Linked DNA regions of Mus musculus: all the other regions are linked to region 1. The links are chromatin contacts, called in public HiChIP or PLAC-seq and promoter capture Hi-C maps. All regions are on one chromosome and are shown on one strand. Each heading gives the region's core, a stretch centred on a gene start, on an enhancer-like site or on the middle of the called end of the contact. The rest is flanking DNA. Distances are from core to core; before and after follow the strand shown. Region 1 holds the start of Tmem171 (transmembrane protein 171). Region 2 holds the start of Zfp366 (zinc finger protein 366). Region 3 holds the start of Foxd1 (forkhead box D1). Region 4 has its middle 5.3 kb from the start of 2310020H05Rik. Region 5 overlaps Gm21976 (low-density lipoprotein receptor class A domain-containing protein 1).

Region 1 (3,918 bases), core at 1,326-3,825:
TAGCTTTCTTAATCTTTGTCTCCCCATTGAATTTTATAAACGCTAAGTAAATATTTGCGGGTGAATCCATGAATGTTCGCTTCTGTTTTACTCTTTTGTATTCAGGGACTGGATGGATCTGGGTGGATCCAAATTTTGTTCGGTATCATTTTGTTTTACGTGATAGAGTCTCAGTACATAGACCAGGCAAACCTGGAACTTGTTACGTAGCCAAGGCTATCCTTGAACTCATGATTCTCAGTTTCCCAAGTGCTAGGATTATAGGCTTTCACTATCATGCCTGGCTTCATGCAGTTTTAAAATCTTAGTATGATTCTGTTTTTCAATGTTTCATCTGGATGTATGTTTTCTCATCACCTAACGGCTGGGGAAGAGTCCTAGCCTTAGATCATGCTGCCCCTCCCACCTCTCTCCCAAGACTAGGCCTGATCTGAAGACAGCACCTTGAAGCCATTCTTGACAGATAATCAGTTTCCAAGGCTTTGATATAGTCAAGCTGGCTCCAAAAGACACAAACAGTGGCTATTCCAAGGGGAAGCTAATCTGATTGTCCTTGGTGCCAGGACATTCAAGTCTGTCATGGGTGGCGAGCCCGCAGTCATGTGGCACCAGAGGGGCAGCTGTATCAACAGGCCCACACAGGACTCAGCCAGAGACTGACTTTCAAATAAAAGGGAAGGGAAGAGTGGTGGGCAGTGGACACGGAACCCATCTAACACAGTGCAGAGCTGTTAGCAGGCCTGGGTCAGAGGGGGCTAATCCTATGTGAAGGCCTGAGTTCTTAGAAAGCTCAGGGCTTGCCGCTGTTGTGCAATAGCCGCTGTTAGTCCACCACCCATGAACTGGGCATATCTTGGTGCCCTTCCAGAGCATGATTGGTATATCTTGACACTTTGACCAAGATATCCCCACCCAAGACACGGATAACTGCAATGTCCTTGGGTCAGTTCCTTTATGGGTCTGTACAGGTCTCTCCCCCGGCATCACAAGACCATGTAATAAAAGCATTTTCCAAGTCCACAGCATGTGTGTTCTCTGGGTGACAGGCGAACTCAGAGAATGTTGCTTTCAGAACATCTGGCTGTTGGCGCCGTATAAGCTGATATAGTGGGGCTTTCGGTTCCTTCACCTAATGAACTGGTTTGCTAGGTCCCCATCCACTTATGACCCCAACCTTCCCAGAGACCTGAAGACACACAATAGGGGACCATGGGCTGAAGATGAAGGCAGGAACTCCCTGCAGAGCCAGCTGGGTGCTGGATACTGATATTAGCCAGTATGTAAGTCTGCCTTGTTAGAGACCCCATGCTCAGAGCACCCTGACTGTGAGAAAGCCCACATCTGGCCCGCTAGACCTGTGTGCCCACCACATCCCCATGGCTATGTGCTTCCCTGGTGAGCCCCCATCTTACCCTTCCCACTCCACCAGTCCCCAAACCTTTTTGACCCCACCGTGACCCCTTTCTTTGCCTCTGCTTACCAAGCCTAACTCATCCATCAGGAAGCTAACAAGAATGGATGGGCTTTCAAGGAGACAGGAAGCTAGGGAGAAAAGGCAAGGGTGGGAAAGTCCCCAGAGCTCTGGGTGCCTCTGTGTTTGGGTCCAGAGCACACTTGACTTACCTCTCACAGTGGCCTGACCTCTGGTGTGGAAACTAGCACAGTTGGATAGTTGTCAAGTGTCACGGGGCAGGTTACAAATAGCATGGGGATTAGCAAACCCATCAGACACTCCGTTCAAGGGCAGGGAGAGTTAACAGTTTAATCTCCAGAGCTCCAGGAAGGGTGCTTTATGGCAAAGGAGGGCTGCATGCATATATATGACCAGGAAGGGACAGGGGTGACCCACTACAGGACTTGCTGGGTATAAGCTTCAGTCTACGAGCTAGGCTATCATGTTGAATGGTTAGCATACAAGGTCCCCGGCCTCACTCTTCAGGGACTCCTGGGGGTCCCCATTATCCTCTTGTAGAAAACTACCTGCGAGGTTCTAGGTCCCGGGACTCCCGTCAAGGTCTCAGAGTAGTATAGTAGAAGGGCCACCTGCCCTCGGACTGGCAGTGGCGGCAGAATGGCGGGGGTTGAGGGTGGGGGGCTGCTTGGTCGTGGACTGTGGCCCGACTTTCCCTGTTGCTCTTCCCCGGGGCTCAGGTATTCCTCAGCCGGCCCCTTCCCCCTCCCGGAGCGCTGCACCTAGGCTGCTAAGGGACCAGCTCCTTTCTCAGATGCCCGCCTCCGTGTCGCCACTTCACGCAGCCCCAGCTGGACTCGCTGGCACCCACAACTTGGTGGAGCGTGCCCATCTGCCTCCCCCCCGCCCCCCACGTCGATCCCTCGCTTGCACTGCCAAGTCTTATGGTCCCAGGGCCGCGAAGCTGACCCTAGTTCTGTGCTCCGGAGCGGCGCGCCGGTGCCTCAGGAGGGCAGCGCCCGGTGGCGGCCAGATCCTACCGGCCAGCCCTGCCCTGCCCTGCCCGGCCGCCGCACCCGCGAGCCGGGCTCTGCCTGGCTCTCTGCACACGGAGGAGGCCCGCCCTCCGCGCCCGGACGCGCAGAGAGGGTGTGCGTGGAGCCAGGGGTGTGGCGGAGAGTCCCAGGACCAGCAGCGCAGGTAAGGGGCTCCCCGAAAGGCAGCTGCTCCTGAGTCCCCGCAAAGACATTCTCCTCTCCAGGCCTTGCTTTGCCAACCCTCCAGAGCTTTGGATGAAGAGATGTGCCGTTGATTTGGGTCTGGCTTTTGGAATATGCAAAGGAGCGTTTAGTAGGGCAGATTTGGCTTTGTGAGGAAACTGAGTTTAGAGTAGAAAAAGTTCGGCTTCGTATATAATTTCCCATCTATTTGGTTGTCCCTGGGTGTCCGTGTTTTGAGCGCACCTAAGGGGGCCGCTGAAGCGATCCTCGCCTTAGTTTGGATCAGGGACAAACATGTTCTAGTAGGTGTCCTGGAGTGAAAGAAAGTACAAATCTAGTTCGGTGCTTCTACTGTTTTTGTGTTGGTGTTTGAGAATTTGCCTTAAAACAGGTGAAGCTCAGCGACTGGCTACAAAGCTGAAGACACCAAAAAAACCCAGTGAGTTAAAGCAGCGGTGGGATTATGTGATTGGGGGAAGATGTGTTTTAAATTAGCAGGATGCTTTAAGTCTTCCATCTTAGCATCACCATGAAATGTGGCTTTTGCAAGTTTGAGAGAAATGCATCCTTCACTCCTCTGCGTCTTCTTCTTCTTCTTCTTCTTCTTCTTTTTTTTTTCTCCACTTCCTTCTGATTCTATCACACTCTCCCTGGGAAAAGCACTTCCTAGGACAGCAATGTCACCCATCTCCTTCCATCACCCAAACTCACCTTCCTTACCCACGAGCCTGGCAAGATGATCTTGGTCTTGCAGCTGTGAGCTCCGTCAGAGGATCATGAATGTGAATGGCAGAATATGTTTGAAAGTTTTCTGTGTTTGACTATGTCCTTCCTGACTTTGGATTGTGTTCGTGAGAGCTACAGTGAGGTCTTGTACTCCCATTTACCAGACTGAGGCAAGGTCAATGGTTCAAAGATCAGTGCTGTGTGAACCAGCATGCCCTTTAACCATTGCTTGCGAGGTCAGGTAATAATACTCTTTTGTTTTTGTTTTATTTTGAGACAGGGTCTCTCTATTACGTAGCTCTGGCTGTCTTGGAACTCACTCTGTAGATCAGGCTGGCCTCAAGCTTAGAGATCCTCCTACCACTGTCTCCCATTAATGGTGTGTGCCACCGTGACCTTGTGTCGACTCGTGGAAGGTGCTTTTTCACTTAGTTCCACTTTTGGTTTCCCAGCAAGTTTTGTTAGCCTTCTGTGCTTTGTAACTACTCTCTGTTTACTGTGTCTAGGCCTCTGTGGAAGTAGGTGGCACTGTGGAGGAGGGTGCCTGACGGCCACTTGCCA
Region 2 (3,774 bases), core at 1,107-3,606, 490 kb before region 1:
AATATATTGTATGAAAGCAGTTTTACATTTGGGAGACACAGACTTAGCTTAGAGACCCGATCCAAACCCCTGTCCCCATCAGTAAATGACAAATTTGAAACTCTAGCTCAGCTTGTTTCGCTGTGTCCCATCCGTTTTACACTCTTCTTGTTCTGACTTGAGTCATGCATGCTCACACAGCCCTGTGGGAGACAGAGCATGCATGATGTGATCTAAGCAATACTTAACCGAGCGTGGGGCAGAGACTGGTAGAAGAACATGTGCCTAGCACACATCCTAAGTTCAACTGTTAGCACCCTGCAAATGCAGATGACACGTTGGTAATTTAGCTGTTGGTACCATTTTGGCATAAAATTAATTAGTGAACTATTGTATGAGCAAGGCTCTGGATCATTCCAAACTGGAATTTCCCATGCTATCAAAAAGGAGCCCATGATGTCCCTAGAGAAGAATCACTCTGGAAATTTCCACAAATGTCAACTCGCTCTTTGGAGCTGAGGAAAAGATAGATTGTGTAGCAGTGGCCTAGGCTAATGTCAGTGAAGGATTTTTTTTTTCCTGAACCTCACCCCCACCCCCACAGTATCCAGCAGCCATCCTGGCAATGACCTCATGACTCTCAGCTCCTTAGTCTTGGCCCCCAGGAAGGACCACAGCAAACATAGTCTCCCCGCTTTTACCTGACTTATCCTTAGAGTGGCCCTGAAGCTGTTTGTCCCCCATCGCATCCATCGTGCATGGCATTAATAATATCAGGAGAAATGAAAGCGAAAGGAGTCAAGCAGGATTGTGTGCCACCCGGCATCTCTCCTGGGGTCGCAATTGGCCAGTACTAATACAAAATGCCCGAGAACATCCGTCCTGGACGCTGCTGCCCTGGGGATGCATGGGGATGTGGTGGCTGGGGCAGGTGAGGGAAGAGCCAGGCACCTCAGGCCACCAAGGTTACACTTGGTTGCATCCTTAAGGGGCAACTGCTAATCCTGTCTCTTCCATGTACATTGTATTATGGGGATTCTAGGGAAAGTCTCTTTTTAAAAAATAAATAACAAACCTACATTAATCATCCAGATCTACTAGACTGTCTCATCTTCATTAAGGTGACAGCTCAGTTTCAAATAAAGATTAATTACGCGATTGTGGTTAAAACATGATCTGGCCAAATTAATTTCAAAATGTCGAACTACTTTTACTATGCTGCTCATACCCTGAGGATTTCAACCCGTCTATACCATAGGAATGAATGGTTTGAGAAGCACGCATGGCCACTGCCTTCTACCCATCCAGCACCTCACTGGATTAAATTATTAATAGCAGCCGTGCCCCAGTCTTGGCTTGACCTTGCTAACCTATTTTTGACAACGTGATGCCGGCTCCCTCTTGGCTTGCCATAACAACTTCTTGGTAACATTACCCTCTCTGTCAAACGCAATGGAAGCAACTCGGACGTTTAACCGCTGCTGGCATAGTGTCTATATGAGCCTGACTACCTTGCCGTGTTCTATTTGGTGCTTTAGAACAGCAGGCTCTGGGTGACTGTTTTTCAATTGCATCTGTGGCTTAGCTTTTCATTCTTCCTGACACAAGCAATCAATCTAAATCCTCCAGTCCAGTCACACACTGATTTCCAAAACTGAAGTCAATGCCCTCGTATCCCTGCCTTCTTCTGTGTGGCGCATGACACTCCGAGTTGACAGTGGACAGTACATTTACATTTAACCCACATGGGGCACCTTTCTCCCAAATCTCCCACACACAGCACTATTCCAAAGAGGTATTCCCTCCCTTTCCCTCCTACTTCAGGGACAGAGCAACAGCCATGCATGAACAGTTCACTTTGGGGAGGTGAACTACAGAATGGAAACAAACAAACAAACAAAAATCAGAAGAAAGACACTTCAAGGCAGACAATAAATATACCAAAACTCCATGAGCAAATCACAATTCTCAACAGACACCCTGAGAGGGCTCTCAGAATGCAGTCCTGGGAGCAGTGACCCCTCCAGTGGGGCACACCACATGTCCCAATGGTTCCTAGTAAACTCAAGTTGCCTATGACAAAACAATTCAAATTTAACACAGCGACCTCCTCAGCCCCAACACAATTCCATTTCCACTCCTGGCAAGCCTCAGCTCTGCAAAGCATTAATATTCTCCTCTGCAACGAGGCATGAGCTTACACTCTAGGCCACCCATCAGTCACACCTTTTGATTAAAGAGCAGCCCAGGGAGGTGGTTTCTGTGGAAGATGCCCAGTCAGTCTCCATCACAGGGACATTGAAATGAAGGTAGAAAGGAGTACATGGTCACTTACCAGCTCCTGAGGGCTGAGAGGCAGCAGCCCCCACCGCTTTACCTGGTCTCTGGCTGTCTCTGTCTTTCCCTCTCTCTCTCTCCCTCTTTCTCTTGTGTACCGATTGCAGGGAACTTAAAGGACTCGCAGGGACAGTGTTTCAAGTGACTTAAGAAGGAGAACAGGAACAATACCCCGTTCTCTTTTTCTCAGATGAGTACCTTCGGGAAGAAGGAAGGAAGGGAGGGGAGAGGGCGGAAGTCAACAACCCTTCGCTTTCCTGAAAAAAAATAAGGAAACAGAAGATAGACATCTCATTTTCTCTTAAACAAAATGTTGGAAGGGGAGGGGGAAGAAAGAAAGAAAGAAAATCTTTACAAAAACGAATTCCCCAGATATACTCTCTGCCCTGGGAGCTTTCAGGACATGAAAACCCCTGAGTGGCTCTGTCCTGTCCAAACAAACGCAGGCTCTCCTGGTTGCAGCCTCTGGTGTCTGCCTTACAGAACTGACACAGCCCAAAAGGAACAAATCATGTCGTGTCAACTCTGACTCTCAGTGAGGGAAAGTCTGGGCTGCTGGGCTAACCAAGAGGGAACCTGCAGCCTTTACCAAAGGGCACAGTGCCTGGCCACCCAGGCCTTCTGACTTTTCCTAGCTGCTTTGAAACCCCAGCACTGCTCCAGTTCCTCGCCTGGCTCTAGGTTCTTCAAGTTCCTCACAGTCAAACAGCAGATTTATGCAGTGCTCACTGGGCTCTGTGTGCTGGGCCAAGTCCGGTTCCATCTTTGCTGATGGACGAAAAAGGAAAAGAAGCCACTTAGTGTGGCGTTGCCAGCCACAGTTAATTCCGACTGTTGTTTACACTGTCCTGTCCTTCTTGGATGTAGTCACCTCAGGAGCACTGGAGGGAGGGTGCTAATTTGTTTTGAGAATATTGTGAACCATCTGAGGTCCTAGATAAATCAATCTCTGTTTCTGAAAGAGGAGGGGGAAAGCCGAGTGGGAGCAGAAGAATTGGGGTGAGCATCCTTTACTGAAGATGGGGCTGGGGCTCAGTGGACAAGCCTGGGCTCTTTGTGGGACACATGCACTGACAGAGGGAGCTGGGACCCAGTGGGCAAGCCTGGGCTCTGTGAAGGATGACTGCAGTGACAGAGGGAGCTGGGACCCAGTGGGCAAGCCTGGGCTCTGTGAAGGATGACTGCAGTGGCAGAGGGAGCTAGGGCTCAGTGGGCAAGCCTGGGCTCTTTAGGGAGATACATGCACTGACAGAGGGAGCTGGAGCCCGGTGGGCAAGCCTGGGCTCTGTGAGTGATGGCTTCATTGACAGAGGGAGCTGGGCCCAAATCATCTAATTAGCTTTGTGAATCTTGTACCCTCCATTCATTCAGTTGAGACCATTGTCACCACAAACAGGAACCAGCAGTTGTGTGGTTCTTTGTGGTGGCACAAGAAACATTGGTCATAAGCTGCTTCCT
Region 3 (3,479 bases), core at 675-3,174, 340 kb after region 1:
GCTAAACTGCGCGGCGCCCCAGCTGTCGCCCAACACAGTCTGGTCCAAGAATCCGAAGCGGCGAAAATGGGGGGCGCGGGGTCTCCGAGGACCGGGAGGGGCGAACGAAACCAACCCCCCCATCCGGAGAAAGAAGCCGGGAGTCCTACCTTCGCTCTCCCGCGCGCTAACGACGTTCCTAACAATTGGAAATCCTAGCAGTAAAGTTCTCCACACTGGACAGCGCTGTCCCTTGGTGCAGAGTCCCCAGCGCGGCGGACGAGGACACGGAGGAGGCGGCGGCCGCGGCGGCGACCACGAGCGAGCGGGTGAGCGCGACGGCGGGACCAGCAGCCGCCTGTACTGCGCAACCCCCGCCCCCGGGTCCCGGGGCGGTCCCGCTGGCGGCCCCGGACGAGACGTGCGCCCCGGCGGCCGCGGGACCCCGAGTGCGCCCGATGAGGCTCTCGATGGAGAAGGGCGAGCGTGCGAGCGCTGCGGCGCCCGGGCCTCCCGCCTTGACTGCGGCCGCCTGCAAAGGGCCGGGCAGGGCGGCAGCCAGCGCGTGTGACCGGTAGCCGAAGGCGGTCCGCGCCAGCTCGGCGGCCGCACCGGGAGGCGGCGGCGGAGGAGGAGGAGGCGGCGGGGGCGAGTGCGGATGGAAGGCGGCGGCGGCTGCCGCGGCGGCGGCAGCGAAGAGCGCGGAGGGCGGCGCGCAGGGTGGCAGCTGCAGGCCGTAGGCGCAGCCGTAGGCTCCGTAGCCGCAGGCGGGCGGTGGCGGCGGCGGCGGGAAAAGCGCGGCGCCCGGGTCCCCTGCGCCCGCCGCCGGCCCCGCACCGCGCAGCAGCAGCGCCTCGGCCGCCGCGTGGGGAGCGAGTAGCGGCTGGCGCTTGAAGCGCTTGCGGCGCCGCAGGAAGCTGCCGTTGTCGAACATATCTGCGGACTCCGGGTCGAGCGTCCAGTAGTTGCCCTTGCCCGGGTTGCCCGGTTCGCGCGGGATCTTGACGAAGCAGTCGTTGAGCGACAGGTTGTGACGGATGCTGTTCTGCCAAGCGGGGAACTTCTCCCGGTAGTAAGGGAAGCGGCTGCTGATGAACTCGCAGATCTCGCTGAGCGTCAGGCGCTTCTTGGGGCTCTGCAGGATGGCCATGGTGATGAGCGCGATGTACGAGTAGGGCGGCTTCACCAGCGGATTCTTAGCGCCCCCGCCCGTGCCCGCGCCCGTACCACCTCCCGCGCCGCCTCCCGCTCCGGCGCCGCTGCAGCCGCCCGACCCGGTCCCCGGGGCGGGCGCAGGACCCGGAGGCGCGGGGGACGCGGCGGGCCGGGAGGCCAGCAGCAGGTCATCGTCGTCCTCCTCCTCCAGGTCCTCGAGATCGTCCTCCCCGGCGTAAGAGCGCCTCCGCCGCTGGGCCGAGCTCGGCAACCGGGACCCGCCGCCGCCGCGGCCGCCGCCGCCCTCGTCGTCATCGTCCTCCTCCTCCTCGTCGTCCTCGCCCTCCCCCACCACGTCGATGTCTGTCTCCTCCGCGAGGCCGGAGGCATCGGACATCTCCGTGCTCAGGGTCATAGCTGGGGCGGCGCGGTGGCGCGGCGGCACATAGGGGCACCGGGCTCCCGGCTCCCTGGCCTCCCCAGGCCGATCCCGGAGCGGCGGACCCGGAGCGAGGACGCCACTCTGCGACGCGCGGCTGCAGGAGGTGGCTGGGGCCGCTCCGCTCCGCTACTTGGCGAGCAGGGCTGTGCGAGGTGTTTGCGCTCCCCGGCTCGGCGGGCACCGGGTGGCGGGCGCTCTAGACTTGACCTTTTCCACTGTGGTCCCTTTAGCCCGGTTAGTCCAGGAGGGGGTGGCTGGACCCTGGCGGGCCAGTCGGTGTCGGGCGCCCAGAAGGGCGCGGGAGGAGTGAGAATCTAGAAACGGAGCTCGGCAAGGCCAGGGCTGAGTCCAGAAGAGGGCGGACCTTGTCTGTGCTTATAGCAGAAGGGGGCCTGTCACATGGTGTGCACGTCAGAGCGCGGCCCAGGGAAGGAAAAGAAAGGCGAGGGAATCGGCGTGTAGGAAGAGAAAGTTCACCCGCAGGAGGGGCAGCAGCAAGAGTTGGAGACTGAAGCCCACTATTTCTTGCCAAGATATTGGCTATCCTGAATCCCACCCTAGCCAGCCGCGAGCCGACCCGAGAGCTACAGGAGTTCAAACCCCCAGCCTTATTCTCCCGGATTAGCCCTCAACCCTAATCTCAAGCGCTCCGGGGACGCTTCGATTGGACAACCCAGTGGCCTGTAGGAGTCATCCCACTGGGGACAACTGCTCTATGTGTGAGGTGCTCACTGGAATATTGAGCGAGGGAGTCTGGTAGGGTGTCCCAGCTCTCTGGACTGGGCCAGTCTCCGCCTGTGGAATCTGATGAAAAATCCCCCATTTTGAGCACGGTAATAATTGTTTATTGACCCTTTAACCCTTTCCCTTCGGTTCTTCTCCAAAGACGTTTGTTTTCCGCCATCTGTTAATAAAAATGCGGTTAGGCTGGCGTTTTGGTCATTTATCTGCAATTGAATGCCCTAGAGACTTGACAGCTAAACTAAGCCACTCTAATGAGAGCATCTCACAAATTCCATGGGAATAGAGCAAGCAATGGTTGAATGAGGAAAAGAAATAGAAAATTGTAATGAAAACCCAAACACACACAGAAATTACACATAGCAGCAACTCAAACACTGTTGAGATGTTAGGAAAAAGAGCGCTATACTTTTCAATAAAAGGTATTTCTAAAGGAGCATTTCACACTACTTTCTAAATACTGGAATTATTATAACTTACACACAGTGTTGTTCCGGAAGGATTGATAGTAGAAAGGACAGTAGCAAAGATGAACTTTGAGATCAATTTTTTATTTTGGAAAATACATTAAATGCTTTTTATACTCTTTTTTTTAAAAAAAAACCCGACTTTTAAATTTTAAATGCAGGATGCAACTCCACTCGATTCATTTTTCTTCCAAGTGGCAAGCTAATAGGGATGATTAAAGTATTATTCTGTTTTAAGGTCACCTGTGTTTACCACCAGCTAAATGTTTTGTTCTGGCTGGCGGGAAATCCGAATAATTGTGTAATCCGAATTCATTTTGATAGCCTAGCTTTCTGGATGTTTGCCTTTTCTGAGATGTTTCGATTTCAAATAGGGAACTTTGCCTTACCAGTTTAACTTTCTGGTTAAAATCGCCATTTGCCAAGAACTGAATAAAAATTCAATGGCTTTCTCTAGGAACAATCTCAAATGCTCTGTGTGTCATTGTATCAACCAAGTGTTTCTTACTTCCTGAAGTGACTTGTTCTAACTGGTATTCATCACAAAAATAAGCTGTTGCCCCATCTAATACTTCTTTTCAAATCAGATTTCGTTTTCTCCAATGGGTAACCACCAGTTCCACTTGTAAATGGTCTGTAAAGTCTACTAGAGATCTTTAAAAGATCTATGAGAATGCCTTGCGATCTGAACGCGT
Region 4 (3,563 bases), core at 272-2,771, 400 kb before region 1:
TACCAAGCCTAAGTGAATCCTACTTTATAAAAGCATGTTTCAAATGTTAAAGCTCTTGGCATGCAAATAAAAATAAAATAAAATAAAATAAAATAAAATAAAATAAAATAAAATAAAATAAAGCAACTTAACAATTGTTGAATGTTTAGTTCACAAGTACTCATTGTATGGCTTATGCATTTATTTATTATCTGGGACTGGGAGTAGAAGCCAAAATTTACACGTGCTAGACAATTCTCTACCATTGAGCTTCAACCCCAAATAGGATACATTTTCCAATGCTTTTTGTGCTATGTTATCATAGTCTTTGAGGTGGGTGCTTCATGTCAAATTCCAACATGGAAAGCTAACCAAGAGTCCTCTCCTAGAGTTGACCCAGACAGAGCCCCTGCTTAAAAAGGTAGACGTGATTAAACATTAGAACATAGCCTTCCTGACTTTTCCTATATTCACCTTTTATATGGAATAAAAAAATACCATTTATACACTGCTGCACATTGTGATCTGTTTATTTAATCACCCACACTCATATTTCTTTATTTTAAAGATAGTGTCTCAGTCTGTTGCCAAAGCTGACCACAAACTCATGGCAATCCTCCTGCTTCAGACTCCCAAGTACTGATTCATAGACTGGCCCATCTGACCCCACCGTCAATGCCTGGCATGGCCATTCATCTGCACAAACATTGTGCATTGGCTCTACGTCTCGATGTTCGTAAGCTTTCTGCACTATGTACCTGTTTATTTAATCAGCCTCCTCCTGCTGAGCGGTTGGTTAGGCATTCACAAACTATCATCATCCCAAAATGTAACAATTAACAGCCTTGTGCTTGGTTGAATCATTTGAAATGACCACACTTTTATACATCGAATAAAAATAAAAGTGAACATGTGGGCTTCGTGGTATACACGCTCTGGGATGTGCATTTCTTGAAGTAGGGTTACTGCTCTAAGGATATTCAAAAAAAAAATCTCAAGGGTTATTAATATCTCATTCTCCTAAAGAATACAGGTTTACCCTGCACTCGGTGGTGCATGCCCTACACAGGAAAAAAAAAGCGTTCATCCTTCTGAATCTATTAGAAAAATCATCCCTCAGAGGTTAGCGTTCTTCCTTTCATTGTTAGTGGGGATGCTCAACATCTTTCTGTATGCAGGCTGCATTCCTCCACCACCCTCCAATTTCTACCTGCACAACAGACAGACAGACAGACACGTACATAGATACATAAATGAAAAAAAAATAAAATCTGGTTTCAAAAGACCTGTATTGAAAGCTCCCTTTACAGGAGATAGAAATGGGCTATTTTCCTGCCTTCAGATTTCTGATACTGGACACACAGACAGGTTGTGTCTGCTCGCAGTGAGCTTCGTTGACTTTAATCTTCTGCTTTCTGAATGTTACTTGGTTGGGAAATCCGGCTTGCCTCAGCGAGGAAAGGCATTCTCTCACCTACAGGTCCTGCACAAGGCTGCCTCTGTGCAAACGTGTTGCCTGGCTACCAGCAGGGGGCCCGGCAGCTCTGTAGGCTTCCTGACTGCCTCCATTTTCTCTCCTCCTAAACAAGGCTGTCTCTCCAGCACAGAGAGGTAATTGCTGGCTTCTGCTTAGACAGACTAGCTTAGCGAATTAAAGTCGTCTGGCTTCCACCACAGCAATTAGTATGCAAATTACCGGTATATTACCTGCCTAGTCATAAATTACATTGACAAACTTAATATTCACAGATGCAACATACCAGTGTGGATCATTTTTCTGGTTTCCAGTGGTAGCAGAGCAGAGCGATTCATCACCTTATTGAACCGTAACACATTAAATCAACAGTTGAGAAATTAAGCATTTTTCAAAGCATTTTGTTATGCACTTATTTCTTTCAGCGGGCAATGAAGCAGAGCATTAAATATGTGGTGTGTCTCCATAGACTAAATGGCCAGCGGATACATTTAAGCCTAAAATAGTTCTTTTGTAACAACAACCAAAAAAAAAAAAAAAAAAAAAAATCCACAGCAAAGGAAAATCTATGAAGTAACACAATCTATTGAGTCCTCTTTAATGTCATTAGAACCAAATACTCTCTTTTCTAGTTCAGTTCCCAGAACCGTGAAAAACCACTAATCCCAATATAGAGTTGATGCGAACACTGTTCACTAATGGGAAATGTCTAAGCCCAAGGATTTGAGCTGCATAGGCTGACAGTAAATCTTTATGGTAAAGCGGTGTATGTTGGTTAGCTCACTAAATTAATTGCACCTAACTATGTGGGCTTTGCCAGTTTTAACTAAATACACTTTTGAGTCTTTTTACTGAACAGGGGGTGGGGGTGAGTTCAAATCGAGAGAGACAAGTTCAAGTCTGTTCATGACTATAGTATCGATCTTCTTCCATTATCCGAGAGATAAGCTGCATTCTTCGTCAGGTCAGTGACGTGACCCCTGAGCTCGGACAGACTCAGCACTGGCCCCAGGCAGATAGTTTCTGTCAGTGTGCCAGACGCTCTCCAAGTGTTTTGTCTGCAAAGGCCTCCAAGGAGCTCGGGAGAGTCCAAAATTCTTCCCTCCCAGGCCTGCCTGCACACTCCCACAAAATAGAACGGCCTTTGCTTTCAGATTGTGACACTGCTATGCAAGTGATCAAAGGACATGTCTGTTAATCATTTAAGCAAGGAAATCCGAGAAAGTTCACTAGAGATGGCTCACAAGAATACCCCGAGAGAGACTCAACTTCAGAGGTGCAGATAGAGCTAACCACAAATCGACCACAGGGCTCATGTCTTAGGCGGGCTATTTGACTTTGAAAAGTGAGTTTACATACACAATACTATCTTTTGAACCAAACCACCATGTCCCCTGTAGAGATGGGATAGAACAGCACTCTCCTGGGACAGCCTGGGCCTGTGGTATCTCCTGTGTCCCACCCCCACCCTCACCCTCCCACCCCCACCATATCTGGGAATGTGTATCATCACTCCAAACACTGAGAAGAGCCAGTTTGGGCCTGCCTTTCCCCTCAAGCTGTCTCACACCTCCCTCAGGGGAGCTCACATCTTGAGAGGTAATAAATTATTTTCAAGAATCTCCCCGCAGAATGAGGCAAAGTGAGGGGAAGAGGAGTCAGTGCAGTCCCTGTGTGGCTCCAATAAAGGAGGTAACATTCAAACTTCCTCCCAGGTGGCTTCATGTCACCCACCCAGGAGCAGGAAGAGCAGAGCAGCACCCGGAGCCGGAGCTGGAGGAGCTGGCAGGAGGTGTTCCTCACCTGTGTGGCAGACAGACAGTCACGTGACTCCAGGGCAGCTGACTCTGACACGCATCTTCCACTGAGCACACACAACTGTGCTGTGACCAAGTCACTCATCAGAATGTTCATTTACATGTCAAGATAGAGTCTCCATCTTTATTTTAAAATGCCAACTTTAAGGGCTTATTTGAAAAAAAAAATAAGGAAGGAGGAGAAAAAGAAGCCTCGTGTGGCGCTATATACCTTTAATCCCTCGATTCCGGAGGCAACGTTAGGGGGATCTGACTTCTAGGCTAGACTGATCTACACAGCAAGTTCCAGGACA
Region 5 (3,768 bases), core at 707-3,206, 400 kb after region 1:
AAGAATGTTAGTATCAGCCGGGCGTGGTGGCGCACGCCTTTAATCCCAGCACTTGGGAGGCAGAGGCAGGCGGATTTCTGAGTTCGAGGCCAGCCTGGTCTATAAAGTGAGTGCCAGGACAGCCAGGGCCACACAGAGAAACCCTGTCTCAAAAAACCAAAACCAAAACCAAAACCAAAACCAAAAAACAAGAATGTTAGTATCAGAGCCTAAGCAAATGTGTATTGCTGGCAAGGGACAATACGCAGACTCACTGGGGCTTGGGCTCAGGGAATGGACATAACCTTTCTCTGGTCCTTGCGCCGATGCTGGCAGTATACACACCCAGAGACGAAGACTTCTTCTCTATAGGGACCTCCAACTGAAACCAATTAACCCCTTCCACTGCGCTGTACATAGCAGATGTGCTGCCGTTCGTTCTGGTTCGTTCTCTTTGGTGCACCTCCATCAGACCCCCAGCTTTTCTGTCCCTGTGTCTGTCATGTCTCTATTCCTTCATTGTCCCAGTCAGGTTTCCACAACCAAGCTCTGTTGGATGGGGAAGCCTGCTGCTGGACTTGGGTCTGCCAAGGAAAAGCTGGGTGACCTCCAGCAATGGCTACCCAGCCCACCCCTCTTCCTTTTGTACTGCTTCCCTTCTCCTAACACACCTGAGCCTTCGGGAGCACTCCCTGGCATCCCCGATGGGTATTTATAAAGCTTACACTTCTAGAGCCTCCACCCAACTTTGGAGCATCCAGGGGCAATGCCCACGAATGCATATTTAACGAGTGTCCCAGATCACTGTTGTCCCCTGGAAAACAGGATTAGACAGGTAAGGCTCTAAAATTCATCGTCAGCAAAAAAGTCCCGGTTCCCAGCACATATAAGTATGAGAAGCCGATCCTGGAGGTACCCTCAGTCATTCACAGTAAAGAGAGAGCTGTCAGATGTGTTGGTGAGTCACTCAGCCAGGCTGAAGGAACTGGAAGAACAAGATAGGCCCGTTTTAATCAGAGGGAGGACTCCAGGGAACCCTGGAGTGTGGTGTGTTAAAGGATGGGTGGAAACTTACAGGGAGACAAAGGCTGAGGGCAGTGGGGTGCCGAAGAACAGCAGTTTTCTGAGGCTGAGGTGGGTGTGGGTAGGAGGTCTCAATGGAGGCAGCTGTATCTGAGGAGTGAGCTCTGCCCCTTCAATTCATAGGAAAGGCAATTTTGCCCACTTGGTATGTGAGTTGGTGGTGGCTCAGCTTCACAGCCTCAGAAGAATCAACTGGACACTCCTGGTGGCATGTCCTGACATAGGAGACTTGTATTAGTACACTTTACTTTGCTGCAATAAAGTGCTGGAGGGAGACGAACTGTGTGTTTATACACACACACACACACACACACACACACACACACACACACACGTTTAGCTATGGGGTTCAGGGGCATGGCATCAGCACTGGCCGAGCTCCAATGAGGACCTCATGACAAGACAGAGGTCACAACAGTGGGAGTGCATGTGAAAGGAAGAGAGCCCATCTTGAAGCAAAAATCCAGAGCCACTCAGACATCACCTTTATTTCTATAGCAACTTCCTCTTCTTATCAGAGCTCAGAGGGCCCATGTTTTCTTAACCCATCTCATGGACCAACCCTGAGTGTGCTAAGAACTTCACAGTTGACCTGAAGTCTCCCCAAACTCTCAGCTCCACCGCCACAGGAAACAAAGTCCCAGCCTGTGACCCTTTGGAGACAAATGAAATCCATACTGTAGCAGACATCAAGTTCATGTTGTATCTCTGTGGACACTGGCATTGTCCCATCAGAAAGAGACACGTGGAGATGAGAGGTGTAAAGGGTCAGTTATTGTGAACTCTTGTTAAGACAAGGAAGAAGGCTTCTTCCAAGACAACTACAGTAAGCAAAAAAGACAGACACCCACATATTACAGAGAGAAAGCTAACTGGGAACTGAGCTGAGTGTGTGATGCCAGCAAGCAGAGGGGGGGGGCAGTCAATATGACATGGCAAAACAGCAGATGGGACCAGCGGGTAAATTGTCAGTAACCGGTTTATGTAAGTTTTTTGTGCTGAAACTGAGCTTAGCAGGTGTAGCAGCATGAATGAGAATGGCCCCCAGAGGCTCATATGTTTGCAGGTTTGCTCCCCAGTTGGTGGAACTAAGTGAGAAGGATTAGGAGGCGTGGCCTTGTTGGAGGAGGCGTGGCCTTGTTGGAGGAGGCATGGCCTTGTTGGAGGAGGCGTGGCCTTGTTGGAGGAAGTACATCACTGGGGCTGTCACTGGCTTTTGTTCCCAGTTAGCTTTCTCTCTGCTTCGTGCTTGTGATGAGGTGTAAGCTCTCTGCTCCGGTGCCATGCCTTCCTTCCCTAAGTTGCCTTGGCCATGGTGTCTCTCCACATAGACCAATATCTAAGAGTGCAGGCAGAGGCCAAGGAAGTGGGCCTAGTTACAGAATCAGGTGAGCCTGACTGTGGTGGCTTAAAGAGAAAGTCTTTGTCAGAGACTGAGACCTCCTCCAGTGTAAGTCAACCCCAAGTTAGTGAGAATGAGTATCTGTCAATCTACAAAGCCTTAGGGATAAAACACCCCCATTAGGTGAATGTGCAAACTGGACTTAGGCTTGTCTGGCTCAACAGTGATATAATAATAGAAAGATGGTCACAACCACACTCCTTTCATTGAGTACTTACTGTATGCCAGTAACTTTTCGTACACTATTTCAAATCCCTAAAACAGCCTTGCCAAGATGGATCCCTAGCTTTATTGTTGAAGAGAGGAAACCATGACTTTAAAAACACCATGAGAAACAGAAGTTTGATTCAGATATTTGATTTTAAAGCTCCATTTCTTTTCACTGTGTTATAAATCTTCTATGTAAATATTTTACTTGTTTGTTTGTTTGTTTGTTTGTTTATATTGGTTTTGTGGAGACAGGCTTTCCTGTGTAGACCTGGCTGTCATGGTCTATTCACTCTATAGGCCAGGTTGGCCTCAAACTCAGAGATCCGACTGCCTCCGCCTGTGTTGCAGAGTGCTGGGATTAAAGGTGTGCACCACCACTATCTGGCTACATGAAGGTAAATGGTATCATTCATAAGATAAATGAGCAGATGAATAGATAACTAAAGTGGATTTCCAAATTAAAGGACTCCATCTTCTCAAGGATCATGTAAAACTGTATTTAATTAGTTAATTAATTAATTAATTAATATAAGCAGGGTCTCACTATGTAGCCCTGGCTTACCTGAAACTAGCTCTGTTCTGTAGACCAGGCTGTCCTTAAATTCCCAGATATCTGCCTGCCTCGACTTCCTAGCACTGGAATTAAAGGTGTGTGCACCAGTCCGTTTGTCTGTCTGTTTACTGTGGCTGGGATGTTTATTAGGAACGGTTGCTTGACACTAAGATTCTTGTCTCTTACAGCAAGGCAGGTAAACAGTGGACAGCTGAGGACTTGGGGTCCCTGGGATGAGGACAACAGCAGTGTGCCAGTGTCCTGGAGTCACTGGTCAAGGTGATGAAAGGAGAGAAAGCTTGTCACACAGACACGCCCCTTCCCTGTCTCAGCCTGGAGCCTGTGGTGACAGGCTGTTCCCAGAAATGCACCTTTGACTTGAGTGGCCAGAAACATTAAGAGCTAACTCAAATTTGGCTCCAACTCTAGCGAAAAAGGATAAGCAGAATCTTTCTAAACTGGGAAAGAGCTCAGGATTCTTTCTCTTGCTTTTCCAGCTCATCAAAGCTAAGCCTTTCAACTCCAGAACTCTGCCTTGAAT

Evidence for each region. Promoter capture Hi-C pulls out the DNA fragments that hold promoters and counts their contacts. HiChIP or PLAC-seq counts read pairs in DNA pulled down with a chosen protein or histone mark.
Region 2: a promoter capture Hi-C map of hematopoietic stem and progenitor cells shows a contact between it and region 1, with 3 times the contacts expected there. The contact joins the promoter of Zfp366 here to the promoter of Tmem171 in region 1. A contact is called at or near these places in 6 of 39 promoter capture datasets (embryonic stem cells, hematopoietic stem and progenitor cells, pre-B cells and 1 more), 3 of 115 datasets of contacts at active chromatin or transcription factors (all in embryonic stem cells) and 2 of 9 other capture datasets (embryonic stem cells and liver).
Region 3: a contact with region 1 is called in an H3K4me3 HiChIP or PLAC-seq map of forebrain, with 4 times the contacts expected there. The contact joins the promoter of Foxd1 here to the promoter of Tmem171 in region 1. A contact is called at or near these places in 5 of 39 promoter capture datasets (cranial neural crest, hippocampal neurons, liver and 2 more), 1 of 15 datasets of contacts at CTCF or cohesin (the NIH/3T3 cell line), 1 of 484 Hi-C or Micro-C datasets (nephron progenitors), 8 of 115 datasets of contacts at active chromatin or transcription factors (craniofacial prominence, embryonic forebrain, embryonic hindbrain and 4 more) and 1 of 9 other capture datasets (pancreatic islet).
Region 4: a contact with region 1 is called in a promoter capture Hi-C map of liver, with 2.1 times the contacts expected there. The contact joins the enhancer-like site here to the promoter of Tmem171 in region 1. A contact is called at or near these places in 4 of 39 promoter capture datasets (HPC-7-derived erythroid cells, liver and pre-B cells) and 1 of 115 datasets of contacts at active chromatin or transcription factors (pancreatic cancer cells).
Region 5: a promoter capture Hi-C map of hippocampal neurons shows a contact between it and region 1, with 2.6 times the contacts expected there. The contact joins the enhancer-like site here to the promoter of Tmem171 in region 1. A contact is called at or near these places in 6 of 39 promoter capture datasets (3T3-L1-derived adipocytes, the C10 cell line, cranial neural crest and 3 more), 2 of 15 datasets of contacts at CTCF or cohesin (both in the NIH/3T3 cell line) and 1 of 115 datasets of contacts at active chromatin or transcription factors (craniofacial prominence).

The regions. Positions count from the first base shown.
Region 1 is chr13:98,693,499-98,697,416 of GRCm38.p6, reverse strand. It overlaps Tmem171 (transmembrane protein 171), which reads left to right and starts at 2,575. Exons shown (of 4, transcript NM_001373965.1): 1 at 2,575-2,611.
Region 2 is chr13:99,183,405-99,187,178 of GRCm38.p6, reverse strand. Zfp366 (zinc finger protein 366) reads right to left here and starts at 2,356. Exons shown (of 5, transcript NM_001004149.1): 1 at 2,315-2,356.
Region 3 is chr13:98,352,690-98,356,168 of GRCm38.p6, reverse strand. It overlaps Foxd1 (forkhead box D1), which reads right to left and starts at 1,924. Exons shown (of 1, transcript NM_008242.2): 1 at 1-1,924. The coding sequence starts at 1,549. The coding sequence ends at 179.
Region 4 is chr13:99,091,464-99,095,026 of GRCm38.p6, reverse strand. No RefSeq gene overlaps it. Among named protein-coding and RNA genes, the nearest start is that of 2310020H05Rik, 5.3 kb to the right of the region's middle. Within about 2 kb of position 1,521, at least 104 of the 459 cell types and tissues checked have an H3K27ac peak or open chromatin away from gene starts, as enhancers often do. A contact at or near this core is called in liver, where this site is marked.
Region 5 is chr13:98,293,484-98,297,251 of GRCm38.p6, reverse strand. All of the region lies in intron 3 of Gm21976 (low-density lipoprotein receptor class A domain-containing protein 1), which reads right to left. Among named protein-coding and RNA genes, the nearest start is that of Gm21976, 16 kb to the right of the region's middle. Within about 2 kb of position 1,956, at least 22 of the 459 cell types and tissues checked have an H3K27ac peak or open chromatin away from gene starts, as enhancers often do. A contact at or near this core is called in hippocampal neurons, where this site is marked.